Linked DNA regions of Mus musculus: region 1 is linked to region 2. Evidence: chromatin contacts called from public HiChIP or PLAC-seq data. All regions are on one chromosome and are shown on one strand. Each heading gives the region's core, a stretch centred on a gene start, on an enhancer-like site or on the middle of the called end of the contact. The rest is flanking DNA. Distances are from core to core; before and after follow the strand shown. Region 1 overlaps Tm4sf1 (transmembrane 4 superfamily member 1). Region 2 has its middle 19 kb from the start of Gm22269.

What was found. HiChIP or PLAC-seq counts read pairs in DNA pulled down with a chosen protein or histone mark.
Region 1: a contact with region 2 is called in a FOXA1 HiChIP or PLAC-seq map of pancreatic cancer cells. The contact joins two enhancer-like sites. A contact is called at or near these places in 1 of 115 datasets of contacts at active chromatin or transcription factors (pancreatic cancer cells) and 2 of 9 other capture datasets (liver and pancreatic islet).

Annotation. Positions count from the first base shown.
Region 1 is chr3:57,286,448-57,293,042 of GRCm38.p6, reverse strand. It overlaps Tm4sf1 (transmembrane 4 superfamily member 1), which reads left to right. Exons shown (of 7, transcript NM_008536.4): 4 at 1-30; 5 at 118-263; 6 at 3,174-3,354; 7 at 5,273-6,595. The coding sequence ends at 5,287. Among named protein-coding and RNA genes, the nearest start is that of Tm4sf1, 12 kb to the left of the region's middle. Within about 2 kb of position 3,867, at least 60 of the 459 cell types and tissues checked have an H3K27ac peak or open chromatin away from gene starts, as enhancers often do. A contact at or near this core is called in pancreatic cancer cells, where this site is marked.
Region 2 is chr3:57,070,037-57,076,429 of GRCm38.p6, reverse strand. No RefSeq gene overlaps it. Among named protein-coding and RNA genes, the nearest start is that of Gm22269, 19 kb to the right of the region's middle. Within about 2 kb of position 2,274, at least 29 of the 459 cell types and tissues checked have an H3K27ac peak or open chromatin away from gene starts, as enhancers often do. A contact at or near this core is called in pancreatic cancer cells, where this site is marked.

The sequences.
Region 1 (6,595 bases), core at 2,618-5,117, 220 kb before region 2:
GGCTACGAAAACTACGGCAAGCGATGCTCGGTAAGCCTCCTGGTGCTGCGCCCTGGTGGATGTGCTTCGTTCCTGACACAGGATGGAGGCTCACTTCTTGCTTTTTCCTTTCCATAGATGCTTTCTTCTGTACTGGCTGCTCTGATTGGAATCGTGGGATCTGCTTACTGTGTCATTGTGGCATCACTGGGTTTGGCAGAAGGACCAAAGTGCAGCGATGCCCATGGAGTATGGAACTACACCTTTGCCAGCACTGAGGGACAGTATGTAACTGTTCTTTAACTAGTAACACATTCTTAACCACAATGCTTAAAACTAAGTTATCTATCTATCCACCCATCCAATATTTCCTTACTCCAAATCATGCAGTATGTAAGGCTAGATGGGCAGTCATGAACCTGGGGAAATTCTAATCAGTGAATATACTATTGCATATATTCACTGATTTTGTTCTTACCACGACCGTATGGAGATGCTCCCATAATTCCTTTTCTTTTACAAATGAGAAAAGGAGGCAGGGAAGGATGAAGTGATTTGTCCAAGGTCTCATTGCTAGAAAGTACTAGTGAATCTCTGAATCCAGGTTGTCTGCCTCATAGCGTTTGTGCTCAGCTAGTATGTGCTGCAAACCCCCAATGACACTCAGGTCAAATGTAGCACATTTTACTAGGTCATAGGACAGTATTATAGTATTTTTATGTATTCAAAACCTAGGACAAACAATTCTTCCACCCTATGCCTGCATATTGTGAAGCATGTATAACACACACACCCTTGATTCAAGTTACCAAGAGACAGAGCAAAGGTCTTCCCCACTACTCCAGCTTCAGTGTCGTTAAGAGAGGCCCATTGTCTTATGCTGGGATTTTCTGTTTTTAGTCAGTTATGACAGAAGAACAGAATCAGAAAAGCTGGTGATGGATGAGTATCGATTGTTCTTTCCTGACTTGCCTTCTTTAAAAGAAAAGATATTGTGTGTGTTCGCGTGTGCGTGCATGCGTGTATGCATATGTGAGTGTAGGTTCCAACAGAGTTCAGAATGAAGTGCCAGATATCCCCGGGTTGAGCTCCTTACTCACTCTCTAAGAACAGGAAGGTGTGAACTAATTTTCCCGTCTCTCAGTGACTTCATCTAGAGAATGGCAGTTGTCATGAGCATTAATGAGGCGATCCGTGTGAAATGCTCATGTGATGGCTGACATATTGTGATCACTGTCAGAATTAGTTTAGGATGAACATGAAAGAATGGTAGCCTCTGAAGAAAACCCAGTACTTATTGGAGTTGGAGTCTTAATGCCTCCAACTGTCATCAACTTTGCTCAGAACATAATGTGCTCATAGAAAATGATCTCAGGTGCATACAGGGTTATGTCTATTACTAAACAGATTTTAAGAGCTGTTTGTACATCTGTCTCACTACTCATTTATGCTTCTCAAAAAAAGGTCTTTTTTCTTCTAGATCATTCTTTATTTGAATCTGTTTAGGGATCTCAATACATAGAATAACTAACAGTTCCAAGCCACCGATTAAATTTTCAGTAGCTAAATAGAGCTAAAGAAAATTTTGACTCTGTGTGACCTGAATAACAGCCTTTGTTTTACTGACAAGCAGAAACACGGGGACAGAATGCCATATTCTTGTTCTGTTTTGATTTTTTTAGGGGTGGAGTGGTGGTGGTAAGTTTTGTCTTAAACCAACAAGTTGACTCTCTTATTGGCTCAGTGTACTGTTCCAATGTTAGATGTTTGGTTTCAAGCTGGGGCAGGAAGAAGTGATAAGAAATTGTACCAGGTCTTGTTGTTGGGTTAAGTCACTCCTGGATGTTCCCACATGATTGAATCCTACTTTACGGGGAATCCAAATTCTACTCTGGAGTAGCAGTGGCTGACATGCTAGGAAAGAGATCCAAGGCATGCCTATGTTTGTATGTATGTATGTATGTATGTATCTACATACACACATACACACACACACACACACACACACACACATGTGCGAGAAGAAATTTCTCACGTTGTGTATATATAAAGTCACATATGACCTTAATATGGTCTGGTGATTTTTTAACAAGGAGAGTTCAGGGTGTTATTTATCATTCTGTGATTTTTAAACATACACAATGTCCCAGATACTGTGCTGGTAGCTGGGTGTAAGAAGAATAGGCCCTGCCCCTGCCTGCATGGAACTGAGCCTTGCAGAGTGGGTATAAACAGGTCTTCTCTTGGGAAGGTTTTTTTTTGATGGTAGCCTTTCACTTTGTTTCCCTGATCCCCATACTTGGCATTGATGTTCTCAATCCGTGTTCTTCTGCTGGAGTCCATGTTCTTTCAGAACAGAATGCTCCTTACGGTGCAGCTCTAGCTCAATGTTGCACTCACACAGCAGCAGATCAGCCATCTTGGTCTAATAACTGAATAAAAGGTGCTCTTCATTGCTACAGAGCATGATATCATGAAAGTAAAGAGGCTGAACTCAAATCCTTCTACTTTCTATTGGGAATTAACTTTTTGCTTAAAAATTTAAAAACAATTTATATCAACAAATTTCATTTGAAAATGAAAGCCTCTTGAGTTTTAACTTGGCAGAATTTGGATACTTTTCAAAAGAGGAAAGTGCTTAATATCTTAATAAAGTGATAATTAAGATCCCAAAGTTTAAAGTATACTGTAAAATATATTTTCCAAATAAAAAATTTACTCAATAGCTTGCTCATAGACAAAGATTAAGCAATGATAAACCTGGGTAACAGAACAGAAATATGCTTTGTAAGTTTACTACCCCAGCCTGAATTGTTTCCATTTTTCCATTTTTACTTTTAGTTCACAGCCATATGATACAAGACATGGTGTTAATCATGATGCTAATATATGTTTGCTTTTCTTTCTCACAAGAAGTCATATGTCTTTTAAAGAATATAAAAATCTCTCATGTGTGAATTTTTTAACCACAGAATCCTAGATTGGTGTCAAAATTTGTGTTTTAATTTTATGTTTATCATTGGGATAATCTTTGGGCTAAACCCTTCCATTTGTTGGAACGGTGTAGCTAGCACATAACATTGTGTTAATTCATTTCCATGTTTCTGAATGAAAATCTCTAAACAATAAAGGCAAGTTATGAGATATCCTCTTAAACTGTGGCCACGTGTCTGAAGTTCCTCTTCTGTCCACAGGTACCTTCTGAATTCCTCTATGTGGTCCAAGTGCTATGAGCCCAAGCATATTGTGGAGTGGCATGTGACTCTATTTTCTATCCTCTTGGCTTTTGCCGCAGTTGAATTCATCTTGTGTCTCATTCAAGTAATAAATGGAATGCTTGGAGGCTTATGTGGCTATTGCTGCTCTCGCCAACAGGTGAGAACTTGTGGGACTGTGTGGAGGTCTAGCCCTGTAGTGGCAACAAGGCCCCATTCTTCTCCGTAAAGGCAAAACCAGGCACAGGCAACAAACTAGAACCTACTCTCACTTCATCTTTGTGGGGAGGCATTTCTTACATTCAATTTTGGCTACAGTACTGAGTCTCACAGACTAAGTCGTCTTGGCTTGTAGATCATTCTGTGGGCACAGAAACACTTGCCTATAGACACAGTTCCTCCTTCAAGTCAAGTCCCCTGTATGTTCCACCCACCCAGCTCTGGTTACAGGTATGAGTGTCAAGATACTTAACCTTCATGTTCCTAAGTACACAGGAATAGTACCCAACACTGATTCCATAAGATGTAGCACTCGTCTCACTCCCCATTCACATGCTCAACTCAAGCACTGAACAAGATGCTTAAGTTCACTTACTCAGGAGGTAACAGACTTCAACTCCTCAGTTATTTTATGCCCAAGCCCTTCCTCTTAACCTTGGTGCTGCATTTCCTGTCCTGTTTGGTTCCCTGTAATTCTTTCCTAATAAGGAATAACAAAAATGCCTTACCCTTACTCTGTAAGCATGGAGTGCAATTATTAGCCTTTGAATGTCCTTGTGAAAGAAACTCTATGTGAAAGAAAGCCAGGAAGCTCTCATTTCCTGTGGATATGACTCAGGAATGAAATATCCACTTGTTTGTAACAGAGAAAGTTATTTTTTTTTCTGTTTTATTGAAATATTTTTTCTATGTCTCTATAAATCATATATTATTGAACAGATGGGAAGTTAAAATCGGCCCATTTTGGGAAGTTGCTGTTTTATGTCTTATTATTTAAGACAAGATAAAGTAAACTTATTTCACTTATATTTTCTATTTCATTCCATTTATCTCCTAATTCAATGTCTTTTGACTTTCCTTGGAAATAAGGCAAAACAAAACCAAAACAAAACAACACCCCCCCCCCCGCAAATATAAAAATAAAAAACCAGCAAACAAATAAAACCTAATAGAAACTAAAAGTCAGGGCTACTGGGAAACCCTTTGCTATAAATATATGGGAAAGTTTTATTCATTTTGAGAGGAAGTTACAATTTATTTCTAGCTTTATCTATCAGGCAAATCCACAAGGTTAAGAATTTCTTTGGGATCCTGCCAAATTTCCAGGAAAACAGCCTAGTGGGAAAACTTTTGTATGGCATTGTTTTTTGTAAGGCAACTGAGGGGAAGAACAAAATCAACCTTTGAGATTGATTCCTAAACGCAAACCTATGCTGTTCCTTGAAACGCAGACAAAGCAGAGAATAAACTCAGCTGCTGCTGGCCTTTGGTGCTGGGGCATTTGGGGCATAGGCGTAAGGAGTAAGTAGGTGGACAAAATTGGTTCTGTGTTTTGTGAGGAGAGATAACTTCCTGAGGTGGAGGCAAGCATGTGGTCTGTGGTCAGAGTCACTGTAGAAAGTGCTGTTTCTTAACATTTCGAAAGATCTATGACCTTTGTTTGCAAGACAAAAGGTGCTCTCTCAGGACAGGGGATTTAGTTTAGGAGAGCTGACTCCTAACTTGGTAGCATTTGATTTGAAAGGTTAACTAGGGTAACCCCACACCAGTGGGAAATTCCCACGGCATTATTTTAAGTTACTCCCCAAGAATTGCGACCCAACACAAACACACTACAAGCCAATTCTGTGTCAGTATCCTGAAGTTTCCATGAACACTTTCTGTAAATTTTCCTGGGGAAGTAAGTGGGTCTGGTTTGTTTGGGAAACATTTTGTGAGCTCTGTCTGATCCCTAATGGTGTGGCGGGCCTAGTTTTGATGAAAAAAAAATTATTCTATGTTATGTTTGCTTTGAATAAGACTGTGCATTTTGTGTTGTCACTGGTAATAAGCTAATGTAAATTTTATTTTCTTTACAGCAATATAACTGCTAAAAAAGAACACAAGACAGAAGGGCGTGCTTCCTGTATTTCACTGTAATTTGTATATTTTCCCTGTGTTGTGAGACTTTGCACCTTGTGCCACATCCTACCCTTTCTGCTTTTGTAAGGAAATGTGCTGACGTCATCACATGATGTCAGTGTTTACATTCACAAAACAAACAAGGCAGCAAACTGCACTCTCTCCGAAGGGATTTTACAGACTTAAGGACTGTTCTCAGCATAGCTGAGATAAACTCTTCAGTGTTTGAGATAAAAATCAGAGCTAACTATTGTGCATATGTGCATTTTTTTTTAAATAAAAGATCTCCGATTTCCTTTTTAAGACCAAGAAGGACCAAAATAAAAAAAAAAGAAAAACAAGAAAGATATATTTTACTGTTCATATGCTGTTTCCCATTTGTATGTGAATGAGTCTCTAAGAAACCCTCTGAAGTGAGATTTTCTCTTACCTGGATTCGGAAATCTCATTGAGAGCGTGCTAACCCAAGTATGGGAGAGGAAATATATAATACTGACAATGTCTGTGAAACACTACTCAAGGCTGAAGTTGTGCAGCTTGTAGAAACCTTTTTGCCTTTCAAAGACAAAGACTGTTTCTGTAAAGAGGAAGGTCAGGATAGTTAGACAAGGAAAATGAGAAATGGTGGGAAAACAGAAGAGAGGTGGGGCAGGGTCAGGAAGCTCACAGGGGAATGCTTCCCAAGCTTGCTTCTGAGCATAAAATTAAGTATTCAATACCATTCAGCTGTGGCTTTAGTTTTACGTCTGAAGTGACACCCTCTCTCATCAGGCAATTTATCGGAGTCACGTAGAGAGGACTTCTTCCTAACACATAGAAAGATCTATTACCTTTCCTGGAAGACAAAAGACGTTTTCAGAGTACAGGCTTCTGGGTCTGGAGATCTGGTTTCTAACTTAATAGAATTTGATTTGAAAGGTTACACACAGTGAATACACTCAGTAGGACAAGCCAATGTCATTGTTCACAGCTTCTGTTTTTCCCTCCCTCTCAGTGACCTGTGGTCTACAGGTTGGGTAGCATCTATGCCAAGGTCTTGCTTTCCTCTGGGTCCTCTCTCCTGCTTTCCCTGCCTTATCCCCTCTTCTGCCTTTTCTATCAACAGATAACCATGGCTATGCTATCCCTCGAGGCTCTCAAATCAGCTAGATATCTTTCTTTCTGCTGGGTGCTCCAGTTATCAAAGTCCTGGGTAAGGTAGTATGTTTTTCTCTCTTGGTGCACAAATTACACCTTGTTATTTATTTATTTTAATGTAAAAGGATCCCTTAACCCACTGC
Region 2 (6,393 bases), core at 1,025-3,524:
ACAGAGGTAGATGCTCACAGCCAACTATTGGACTAATCAGTGTTCCTAATGGAAGAGCTAGAGAAAGGACCCAAGGAGCTGAAGGGATTTGCAGCCCCGTAGGAGGAATAACAATATGAACTAACCAGTTCCCCCAGAGCTCCCAGGGACTAAACCACCAACCAAAGAGTACACATGGTGTTACTCATGGCTCCAGCTGCATATGTAGCAGAGAATGGGCTTGTTGGTCATCAATGGAAGAAGAGGCCTTTGGTCCTGTGAAGGTTCTATGCCCCAGTATAGGGGAATGCCAAAGCCAGGAAGTTGGGGTGTGTGGGTTGGTGAGCAGGAGAAGGAGGGAGGAGATAGGGGTTTTTGGAATGGAAACCAGGAAAGGGGATAATATTTGAAATGTAAATAAAGAAAATATCAAAATTAAAAAAAAAGAGAAAGAAAAAAATTTCAGGATGAGCTACTGTGAAGCACAGCTAGGTTTTGTTTAAAGACCTTCTTTTCAAAGAAATTTAAAAGCTGCTTTTTGTGCTAGAGAGAAAAGGTCAATGTTTCCCTGATCTTCTCTTCCTCCACCATACAAAAGCACAACTCTTGTTCTGTTTACCTGTCCATCTTTTGCCCCACAAGGATGGTGTTCAATGTATCATCTTGGATGCAGTGCTGGGCTCTCACTGACACCGAACTTTCTTTTTTTTTTTTTTTTTTTTGTCTCAGATCTACTAGCCTTTTGAAAAATGCAAAGAAAATCTTTATTGTTTATCAGTTTATTTGCTGTCTGGTGTTTTGTTATGGGAACGATAGGTCTAAGACAATGGAGAAGGTAACATAGCTACTTCTACTTGATGTGGTTGTGGTCACAGACCTGCCTCTGATCATGGAGTATTGCTTACTTCCTTTAATTTCCAAAGACTGGGTTCACGTTAGGAGATTTATTTTTTTATTCTAGCATAGCTCAGGCAACAAGAAAGAGGTCATGGGTGTCCTGTCATGTCTTCTGAAGAGGCTTTGATGGACTTAAACTTGAGAATTTTCAACGATTACTTCAAATTGCCTAGATGGTCTTAAAACTGTGATTCTACGTTCTATCAAGTGAGGAGGTAGGCATGCAGACGACTTAACTAATTTCTTTTTTTAAAAAAGCTTGAAATCTGATGCCATCACAATTTACAGTTGTAGAATAAGGAAGTTGGCAGTGAAGCACACTGAATCCAAAATATTCTGGCCAAAGGCAGAATAGTCATTTCTCCCGTAAGAGCTGACACTGCATAGTTCTCTTTCTGGCCAAAGTCCTTCTCATAATCTACTGAAAAAAAAACAGAAAATTCAAGTTTAGGAGGCTGCTCTTACCTCACTCAGAGACAAATTGGAGCGTAGATAAAATAAGGATAGCTAGCAGCTACACAGCTGTATCTGAAGCCTTGAGAGCAGGATATAAGAGCAAACTGAATGTTTTGGTTTCTGGAAGAACAAATGATACTATCCTGTATGGAAATAATGTTATTTGCATGAATATACAAATCTGTGGTAAATCATTTGTTCAGACCTCAACAGAGACTGACTGAGCAAACAGACAAAAGCAAAACAGGATATTGAGTGGTTGCTGTGAACATTTTACTTCCAATGATTTTAGTCAGTCATTCCACAAAACTTCCAGAACCTTCTCAGAGGGGACATGACTCACCAGAGGTGTTATTTTGGGGCTAGAAGCCAAGCGATATAACTGATGTTAGTCCACTGAGCACCACCAGTGTAATTACCACCATCTGCCAGAGCTGGAAAGAACATTTCTTATTCTCTCTTGAGACACACTTTTTGTTGTTGTTTAGAGTCAGAGACTATGTTGCCATGGGTATGCCAGACTCACTATGTAGACCAGGCTATCCTCAAACTCAAGGAAATCTGATGGTCTTTGCTCCTGAGTGTTGTGATTAAAGAAATATACCACCATGCCTGGCTTTTCACCATCATTCTAAGAGTTCTTTAAAAAAAAGAGATCTATTTATTTATTTATTTATTTAAAAAAATGATTTGATTCTTCGTGAGTTCCACATAATGTACCCCAGTGCCACTTGATTTCCCTTCTCTTGCATCTGCCCTCTGCCCTTGCAACTTCCCCACAAAAATTTAAAAAATTAAAAACCACAAGCGAAACAAAAGCATAGAAAATATCTCACTGTGGAAGCTGCAGTGTGTCACAGTGTGTTCCACAGTATACTCCTCTGTCCACACATCTTTACTTGCAAATGTTTATTGTACTGAGTCATTGATCTGGTTTGAGATCTCTGGCTTCCACTGCACCACCAACCCCAGATCCTCACTGGCATTCTCCTCTGTCCTCCTGTGCGTCCTGTATCATATAGAGATCCTGCAGTCTTGGATCTGCAGCACTGGCCCCTTAACAGACTCCAGAAGTTCGTAGATGAGGTAGGTTTGGGGGTTAGCCAACTCAAAGCCCTGGATCTAGTCCTGGGGTAGTGATTGAGATGGCTAACCCACTAGCTTTCTCATACCTGTACCACAAGGGCAAGCTCTCTAGTACTGCCCAGGCTAGTTCACCCAATGCTGCAGCTGGCAGGGGTATGCTCAGGTCTCTAGCTCTCACACTCTTGGGATTGGCTCACCCATGCCCTGCCACTAGTGTTAGTTCCACTGTGCTAGGTGCAGGGTCCACTCTTCCAGTGCTGTCACTAGTGAGAGGTAGGGCCACCTCTGCACAGTCTTTGGGCATCTATCTGGTCCCAGGTAACTGTCTAGACTAGAAATATCTGCATGGTTTTTAGTGGTAATCTGAACCACAGATATAGTGTCATATCCCTGCTGCTACATGGCCATGGACCCAGACATGGGTCCTCAGTGGCACCATGGGCTAGTATTTCACCACAGCTTCAGGTGGTGGGGTAGGGTACTCATAATAGGCAATTCTTCTCCACTCTTGCATCCCTGGTTCCACCTCTCTTTATAATGCTGGAAACTGTTCTGCTTTTTTTCTCTCCCATCTGTCCACCACTTCCTGCTGTGGGTGGTCCATACAGCTGAAAGGCCTCTAAGTGCCTTCCTCCACCAGCACTGTGCTACATTGCATGGCAGCAGGCAAGTCCTCTACCTGCCTGTGCTGTGCAGTATGGTTGAAGGTGGACCTCTGTGTGCCTACACCCTACTTGTGCCCAGTGGCGGTGGGCTGACCTCTGGGTGTCCTCTGCTCAACTAAGCCACCATGTGGCATGGAGATAGTTGGATCTCTGGATGCCTTCCTCTTCCCCTGGCTGCTTTCTTTTCTTTTATTTCTTTCTCTCTCTCTCTCTCTCTCTCTCTCTCTCTCTCTCTCTCTCTCTCTCTTTCTTTCTTTCTTTCTTTCTTTCTTTCTATGTACATGTGTGCCTGAATGTATGTGTAGCACATGTGTTCAGGGCTTATGGAAGCCAGAAGAGGACATCAAATCCCTTGGAGTTAGAGTTAGAGATGGTCATCATTTGCCTGATATGGGTGCTGGGAATTAAACCCAAGTCCTCTTCAAGATCTAAAAGTCTTCTTAACCACTTAATTTCCTTCCCAGCCCTTGGCTTCATTTTGTAGATACAGCTTTTATATAACTGTACTTAACCATAGCATCTTCATGCTTTTCCTGTGTAGATATCTCAGGAGAGAATGCCTCCTTCCTAGTGATCAGGTATTAATAAATCTGTATTAGTCAGGGTTCTCTAGAGTCATAGAACTTGTGGAATGGGTATAAAGTTTATTGGAATGACTGATAGGCTATCGTCCAGCTAATCCAACAGCAGCTAGCTATAAATAGAAAGTCCAAGAATTCAGTAGTTGCTTATTCCTGAAAAGATGGATGTTTTAGCTGGTCTTTTGAATATGCTGGAATTCTAAGGATGTAGGTTCTAATGCCTATGAAGGAATGGATGTACTAGAAAGGCTAACAGGCAAAGAGTAAAAGCTTCCTTCTTCCATGTTGTTGTATAGGCTTCCATCATAAGATGTCACCCAGATTAAAGGTGAGTCTTCCCACCTTAAGATTCAAATTAAAGGACTTTCTCCCAGTCTTTAAGATCCAGATCTAAAGTGTATGTCTTCCCACCTCAAAATAAACAGGATTGCTCTCATAACTGTGGCCTCTATTTCTGGATTGTAGTACACAGGACCTTAGGGAATGGAAAGAAATAATTCCTTCAAAGTAGATAAGGAAGGGCATCAGATAATTTAAATACAGGCATTCAAGCTACCATCCATAACAGAAGCTTGTCTAAGACTCTTTATACCAACTATCTGCTTCTGAAATACTTGGCATTGGATTTGCACTTCTCTTCCTAAATGTGCCATCATGGATGTCATTGTGTTTAGTTTGGTGTTTAGCTCTTATTCCAGCTCATGTCAACTCTTTTGTCTGGCTAGATAATCAGACACCAGAGAGCAGTGACCACGGCTTTCATATTTGTAACCTTCTCCCAGGGAGCCAGTCTCATAAATGACAGCAGAATTCGTGTTTTACTTTGATGAAGCTGCTATAAGAATGAGTCAAACCATCTCAGTAAGCTAAAGAGAAATTAGATTGTGTAAATATTCTGAGCCTATGTCCTCATGAAAGGGAAGGTAACTCAATCACAAAAGAACTCACATGATATGTACTCACTGATAAGTGGATATTAGCCCAGAAACTTAGAATACCCAAGATATAAGATACAATTTCGAAACACATGAAGCTCAGGAAGAATAAAGACCAAGGTGTGGATACTTTGCCCCTTCTTGGAATTGGGAGTAAGGCCATGGGTGCTACAGAGACAGAGTTTGGAGCTGAGACGAAAGGATGGACCATCTAGAGGCTGCCATACCCGGGGAATCTTCCCATAATCAGCCTCCAAACACTGACACCATTGTATACACTAGCAAGAGTTTGCTGAAAGGACCCTGATATAGCTGTCTCTTATGAGACTATGCCGGGGCCTAGCAAACACAGAAGTGGATGTTCACAGTCAGCTATTGGATGGGTCACAGGGCCCCCAATGGAGGAGCAGGAGGAAGTACCCCGGGAGCTGGGGGGATCTGCAACCCTATAGGTGGAACAACATTATGAACTAACCAGTACCCCCCCACCCCTACCCCCAGAGCTCGTGACTCTAGCTGCATATGTATCAGAAGATGGCCTGGTCGGCCATCAGTGGAAAGAGAGGCCCATTGGTCGTGCAGACTTTATATGCCTCAGTACAGGGGAACGCCAGGGCCAAGAGGTGGGAGTGGGTGGATGGGGGAGTGGGTGTGGGAGGGTGTGGGGGACTTTTGGGATAGCATTGGAAATGTAAATGAAATAAATACCCAATAATTAGAAAAAGAAACTAATTGGTAAACACTTTGTAAATGAATGAAAACTTTTTTTTTTTTTAATTTTCTTCTTCTTTTTTTCCTTTGTCTTCTCTGGTAGGGTACCCTAAAGCTGTGATAAAGATTATAGCAGGTAAAGACATGACATCTAAAACATAACTAACATCATTATAAGGCTTCACATAAATGAGTCTTTTTGAAGATATTTGTTACAAATATTCTGTTTTGTTGTATTTGTTAAAAGAATTGTATTTTGTAATGTTGCCCATTGGGAAAATCTTTGTATCCTAATATACATCTTCTTACATTTCTTTGTACTCATATACTTTGGTTTCAGGCAGAGCACATGGGTAATCACATGTTGGGACAGGGAAAGTACTTAAATACCCTTTCCCACTGAGTTCAGTCACTGTTCATTCCTCATGATGCTAGAGGCTATATAATTTCTACTGACTAATTGCTGTATTAATAACTGCCCCTATTAGAGAGAGAGAGAGAGGGAGAGAGAGAGAGAATGAATAGGAAAGAGACATAACTACAACCATATGGTGGTTAAGATTTCAGTTGGGTACATGGGTTGTATAAGACCCATCTCAGTTTCAGAGTTTTCGAAGAATGTGAATTTAGTATTCAGGAAATACAGTAACATAATGGAAGGAAGAGAGTGGGTGGGCCTTAGTAAGTGGAAAGTCATTCAACCTCCCAGATCACAGTGGCGACAGGTGATCCTCTATTTGGAGGGCGCTCACACTACAGTTCTTTCTACCATGTCAATTGCTCTCATTTGTAAATAGCTTTCATAAACCCAAAGTGGAAAGTAAATTACCTTTACTTTTCATCTTTCTTCATCAACCTCAGTCAGTTTCATTGTAGAATCGGCTGTACTCTCTGACCCCTTTCAGGAACTGTTATTTTCTTTTTCTTTTTTTTTTTTTCCATTTTTTATTAGGTATTTAACTCATTTACATTTCCAATGCTATACCAAAAGTCCCCCATATCCACCCACCCCCACTCCCCTGCCCACCCACTCCCCCTTTTTGGCCCTGGTGTTCCCCTGTACTGGGGCATATAAAGTTTGCA